Regions from separate parts of the Mus musculus genome. Here region 1 is linked to region 2. Evidence: chromatin contacts called from public HiChIP or PLAC-seq data. All regions are on one chromosome and are shown on one strand. Each heading gives the region's core, a stretch centred on a gene start, on an enhancer-like site or on the middle of the called end of the contact. The rest is flanking DNA. Distances are from core to core; before and after follow the strand shown. Region 1 overlaps Gemin5 (gem nuclear organelle associated protein 5). Region 2 has its middle 40 kb from the start of Gm33078.

Region 1 (2,718 bases), core at 96-2,595, 190 kb after region 2:
GCCTACAACGTCTTTCTTATGGCTACTTATGCTCATATGTTCATTAGCATTTGAGCTGTGTCCAGGTTCTGACCACAGACAAAGCTAATCTGAGTATTCTTTTTTTTTTGTTTTTTCGAGACAGGGTTTCTCTGTGTAGCCCTGGCTGTCCTGGAACTCACTCTGTAGACCAGGCTGGCCTCGAACTCAGAAATCCGCCTGCCTCTGCCTCCCGAGTGCTGGGATTAAAGGCGTGTACCACCACGCCCGGCTTAATCTGAGTATTCTTTTACCAGACTCTAAGAGGATGGGAAATGTTATCATTTGAGATATATTTCTTCATCTCCTGTTTTTAGTTGTTTATGGTAGGGAGATGTGTCAAACATCAGTTAGTTTATTTTCTTTAAATTAAAAAAATTATATTCATAAAATTTACACTTAGTTTTGTAAATTTGTGAAATTGACATGTAAATTAGAAACATTATATTTACATGATTGTGTGTCTGACAGAGAGGGGGGAGAGAGAGAGAGAGAGAGAGAGAGAGAGAGAGAGAGAGAGATCCATCAGAGGACAGCTTATGGGACTTATCTCTTTCCTTCTCTCATACTATGTGGGTCCTGGGGTTCAAATTCAAGTTGTCAGGCTTAGCAGCAAGTACACTTTTATACCCAAAATGCTGTGTAACAGTTTCCTCTGAGATTCAAACGCTCCATTCTGCAGGAATGCTCTTTAAGCAGGAATGCAAATAACTCAAAAAAGCTTCAGAAGTCCCTGAAACTGGCAGGATTCACGAGGTACCTCACTACCAGAGAAAGCAGTAAAAGCTGAGAGTCCCCCTCAGAGGAAGAGAAGCTGTGTTGCAAAGACTCAGACAAGCCAGGCTGCCAAGACTTCGGGATTTAGACCACTGCTTAGAAAAAGCAGAAGCTAGCTTCGCCATCTGGAGGAGGGTTAGAATAGTCATTTGGCAAGGCCACTTTCCAATCTGTTGAGATGACTACAGGCTGTGTGTGCAGTGTGCTCCAGGTTCCCATCTTTTGTAAGCTGTTGCCCACGTTGGGGTGGACTTTGGAAATTCAGCTGTCATTGAGTCACTTCTGTTCCTATAAGTAATCCCAAGGAAACACGTGGTACCATCACATAGACACCATTGGTGTTATCATCTATCTATCTACCTACCCACCCACCTACCCCCATCCATCCATCCATCCATCCATCATATAGAGAGAACTCACAAGAAACTAATACATACGCGTGTGTTATTAATACATACATATTAATTAGTGTGAGTCTGAGCACTCGTGATCACCAGGCAGGCCACAACATGCCTATGAAAGTCAGAGGCCGACCCTGGAGTCAGTTCCTCTTTCCATCTTTATATGGGTCCTAGAGGCTGAGCTCAGGCTGACAGGCCTGCTTGGCAATTAAGTCCCTTTACCCCATGATAACCAACCTGACCACATATGCAATCAACTAAAATCCAACAAGTAGGGCCACATCTGTGAGCAATTTTCTCTTATCTTCTTTTAATTTTTTGAGAGAGGACTGTCCTGGAGTTTGCAATGTAGAGCAGGCTGGCCTTGAAGAGGAAAGATCCTCTTGCTTCTGCCTCCCAGGTGCTGAGATTAAAGGCACATGGCACTATGCTGAGCTTTGTGAGAGATTTTCTGGATTGGATCTGAAATCAGAAGAACCATCCACACCTGGGCCACACCTCCGGGCCTATATAAAAGGCCATGGAAAACCTTTGCTTTTGACCACTTGTCCTCACTCTCGTCAGCATCAGAACCTACTTCTTTAGGATCCAACACAGACTGAAGACCAGCAGCTTTCTGGGAGTCTTCCCAGACTCTAGCACTAGATTGCAACTGCTGAGCAGTCTTGTGCACTGAATAGCTACTACATCTTTGGCCTTTCCATCAGGAGTCAACTGTTATCAGACTATCCAGACCACAGCTTGTAAAACACTCTAATAAATCCTGTCTGTGTGTTTCATTCTATCAGTTTTGTTCCTTTAGAATCCTGAGTAACCCCCATCCATTGTCAGACATCTTGCTGCTCCCCCCTCAATTCAACTGTCTGTTTGTTTAGCAAGGTCCCTTTTAAGTTGATCCCCATACTTTGATGTGACTCAGTTCTCTGAGTACATCTTTTCTTTCTGGCATAAGATGTTGTAGGTTCTTTCATTTCCCAGGGTTGCCTGACAACCCTGGTAAGAGTTCAGCCATACTTGTTACAATTTGGCAGTGCTATCCTTGGCCCTGTAGGTTACTGACCCATCCTACAGATGCTAGGTGGGTTCAGAACAATTACTAAAGCAGAGGAAAAGAAAATCAGAAACAACAGTGTGTAGGCTCTCCAACTTCTTCTAAACCAACCTTGAGGAGGCCGGGAATGGTCCTGCATGGAAGTCAGCCACCTGTAGACACAGAAGTCATCTGCACCTGAGTAGATGCATTCTGGATCCACTGGGGACCACGCGACACATAGCAGCCGGCCTCGATGTCCTCGGAAATTGAACAAAGGTTCTTCCCGGAGGGCATCCCACACCTAAAACCACAGCAGTGGACAGAATGGACAATTGCTGGTTATTCTATTGTTCTGTGTCATTATTTGCTCAGTTACAAATACACTCAAGATGGGCTAAGGCATTCATGTGACAACACCAGCTCCCAGGGGAGGAGCATGTGTGAGAGGCATTCCTATGGAAATGATCCACTGCTGCTCTGTGGACCACA
Region 2 (3,036 bases), core at 300-2,799:
GGAGAAGTGAGAGACTGCTTCTGTAAGATTGGCTTCTAGACAAGTCCGTCTGCCATTTTCTTACTTAATGATTGATGTGGGAGGGCCCCACCCACTGTGCTAATGCCAACCCTGGGCAGCTGTTCCTGGGTCATATAAGAAAGCAGGCTTAGCAAGCCATGGGTGAGCAAGCCGGTAAGCAGCATTTCTCCATGACTTCTGCATCAGCTCCTGCCTCCAGGTTCCTGTCCTGAGTTCCTGCCCTGGCTTCCCTCAGTGGTAAAGAGTGACCTAAGAGTTGGAAGCTGAAATAAATCTTTCCTCCTTAAGTTGTGGTTTTATCACAGCATCAGAAGCCTAACTAAGGGGTGGGAGCTAAGAAGAGAGTATAAATACATAGTGCTGGAGTGTAAGTGTGAGAGAAGAGTCAGAAGTGGGCAGTGGTGGCACATGACTTTTATCCTAGCACTCAGGAAGCAGAGGCAGAAGGATCGCTTTATCCCTATAAGTTCTAGACTGGTCTGGTCTACGTAGCGGGCTGGAGGACAGCCAGGACTAGATAGAGTTCAGTTCTCTAAGCAGGGCAGCTCACAACCTGTAACCCCAAGGGATCTGACAGTCTCTTCTGGCCTCCTCAGTATGTGGCAGACACACACACACACACACACACACACACACACTCAGAGAGACAGACAGAGACAGACAGAGACAGAGAGACAGAGAGAGAGAGACAGAGTTAGAGAGAGAGAGTTAGAGTTAGTTCTGGGACAATTAGGGCTGCCAAGTGAGACCCTGTCTCAATGAAACAAAAACAGCCAGGCAGTGGTGGCACACACCTTTAATCCCAGCACTTGGGAGGCAGAGGCAGGTGTATTTCTGAGTTCGAGGCCAGCCTGGTCTACAGAGTGAGTTCCAGGACAGTCACCAGGACTACACAGAGAAACCCTGTCTCAAAAAAAAAAAAAACCCAAAAAGCAAAAACAAAAAACCAAAAGGCCATCTTGGCAAGCCTTGAAATATGTGCTTTATCATATATGACCAGTAGGTGGCGGCAAAGACAAGCAGATGAGCCAGCCTTTTTGACACCTAAATTTGTTTTTGCTTAGGTGAAAATTTATTCTTGCATTGTTTCCCTAAGCATTTATGCGACTAAACGTTAGGAAGCAGACAAGTGACAATAAACAATTATGTGTGTTCTCATCTCCTCTCTCCAAGTGTCATTGCTAGTTTATAAAGGAGGACACCAAGACTAGAAGTTGTCACTGCCTAAAGTCACAGCTTTAAAGTGTAATAGATGAGTTAAACATTTGGTGTGACCGGACAGAGTCTCCCAGTGTGGCCCATACTGGCCTCTAACCTGTGGCAAGCCTCCTACCTTTCCTGTGCTGGGTTTACAGCCTTGCTTCAACGCACCCCACAGAAATCTTGTGTTTGGCTTTCGCTCCTGGCTGGAGGAGAAAGCTGAGCAAGCGACAGGTTAAGTCAGGGGAGCAGGCTTCAGACTCCCTAGACTGCAACTTCTGTGGAGTGCACGGTGTGAAGCCTGTGGCAAGACATGATGTGAACTTCCTGCCACGAAGCAAGGCAGAGAGAAACCACTCGCCATTGGGGACTCCGGCTGTGTCATCTCCAGAACCAAGACTCCGACTTTAAAAGCTATCTTTGAAAGGTGTAAGAAAAGGAAGTGTAAAAAGAGGAAATAAAAAATGAAATTGAGATGGAAGTAGGGTAGGGGCGTGGCAGTGAAACAGGCCAGTAATGGCAATTCTCTGGAGGGAGTGTGTACGAATGTGGAGTTCAGCGTCACTCTTGGTAAAATGGGGAAGGGTCAGCAGCTTGAGATACACGAGACCCGTATAGAGACGTGCGGAAGGGGCCAGAGAAATAGCTCCGAGGCTACAAGAGGACCCTGGGAAAGCATAAGAAGGTGAATTCAGTTCCTGGCACCCACAGGGCTGCTCACTACCAACCGTATCTCCAGTTCCAGGGCACCGGGCACAGTCACAGTGCACATGCATACACGCAGATAAACAGCCATGCACATAAAAGACTACATAAATCTTAACAAAAATTTTAAAAGGTAGGCAATAAGAAAAAGCAACTTGCAGGGTAGGTGGCGCACACCTTTAAACTAAGCACTTGGGAGGCAGAAGCAGGCAGATTTCTGAGTTCAGGGCCAGCCTGGTCTACAGAGTGAGTTCCAGGACAGCCAGGGCTACACAGAGAAACCCTGTCTCAATAAAAAAAGAAGAAAAAAAATCTGAAAAGAAAATGGTAAGTAAGATCATTGAGATTAAAGAAGAGAATAAACAAGGGCTAGGACTGCAAGCATGAGCGGCTTCCACCTGGCTGGAGCTGTCAATCAAATGAAGCTTGGCTGCACCTCTGCAAGTGAGCACTCAAAGCCAAGCAGAGAAAGGAGGACTCGTGCTGCCCTGCCTCCTGTTGGGGTATACATGCTGAGCAGGTCTCCATGTTGGAGGTCCTGGTGTGCAGGCCCCATGACCACAGCCAGAGCAGATGCCCTCCCCCCAAGTTGCTTTAGGCTTTCACCAACGTGTGAGAAGTATAGATGTTTTGAGAAAAAGCTGGTAGGGGAGGATAGGTGGAGCCCAACAGGAGAGCGTGTGAAGTCTCCTTGTACAAGAGTGGGGGATTTCCAGACCAGAAGCTATTCCTAGAAATGAGGCCACCACACACCTGACACTGAGTGATGTCAGAGCTCCCAGCGGCACCCACTCAGGCATGAGCTATGCTTTCCCATTCTACAGATAAGGAAACTGGAGACCAGAGAGGTAATTACCAATGTGTAGGAAGTGGCAGATGGGTGTGGTGGCTCAAGCCTGTCACACCAGCACTTGGAGGATGGAGCCTACATAGTATGTTCCAGGCTAGCTAGGTCTACATAGCAAGACCCTCTCTTACAAAAACAATGGCTGGAGATATAGCTCAATTGACAGCGTGCCTGCCTAGCATCTAGAAGGCCCTGGGTTCTATTCCAGCATCACATAACATGAACGAGGTATGGTAGCCTGCACCTATAATCCCCAGCACTCC

What was found. HiChIP or PLAC-seq counts read pairs in DNA pulled down with a chosen protein or histone mark.
Region 1: a contact with region 2 is called in an H3K4me3 HiChIP or PLAC-seq map of bone marrow-derived macrophages, with 5 times the contacts expected there. The contact joins two enhancer-like sites. A contact is called at or near these places in 2 of 15 datasets of contacts at CTCF or cohesin (embryonic stem cells and pro-B cells), 12 of 484 Hi-C or Micro-C datasets (the HPC-7 cell line, the P5424 cell line, bone marrow-derived macrophages and 6 more), 7 of 115 datasets of contacts at active chromatin or transcription factors (bone marrow-derived macrophages, embryonic stem cells, fetal liver and 2 more) and 4 of 9 other capture datasets (adipose tissue, embryonic stem cells, liver and 1 more).

What each region holds. Positions count from the first base shown.
Region 1 is chr11:58,142,991-58,145,708 of GRCm38.p6, forward strand. Gemin5 (gem nuclear organelle associated protein 5) reads right to left here. Exons shown (of 28, transcript NM_172558.3): 15 at 2,359-2,530. Among named protein-coding and RNA genes, the nearest start is that of Gm33350, 14 kb to the left of the region's middle. Within about 2 kb of position 1,346, at least 13 of the 459 cell types and tissues checked have an H3K27ac peak or open chromatin away from gene starts, as enhancers often do. A contact at or near this core is called in bone marrow-derived macrophages, where this site is marked.
Region 2 is chr11:57,950,167-57,953,202 of GRCm38.p6, forward strand. No RefSeq gene overlaps it. Among named protein-coding and RNA genes, the nearest start is that of Gm33078, 40 kb to the left of the region's middle. Within about 2 kb of position 1,550, at least 106 of the 459 cell types and tissues checked have an H3K27ac peak or open chromatin away from gene starts, as enhancers often do. A contact at or near this core is called in bone marrow-derived macrophages, where this site is marked.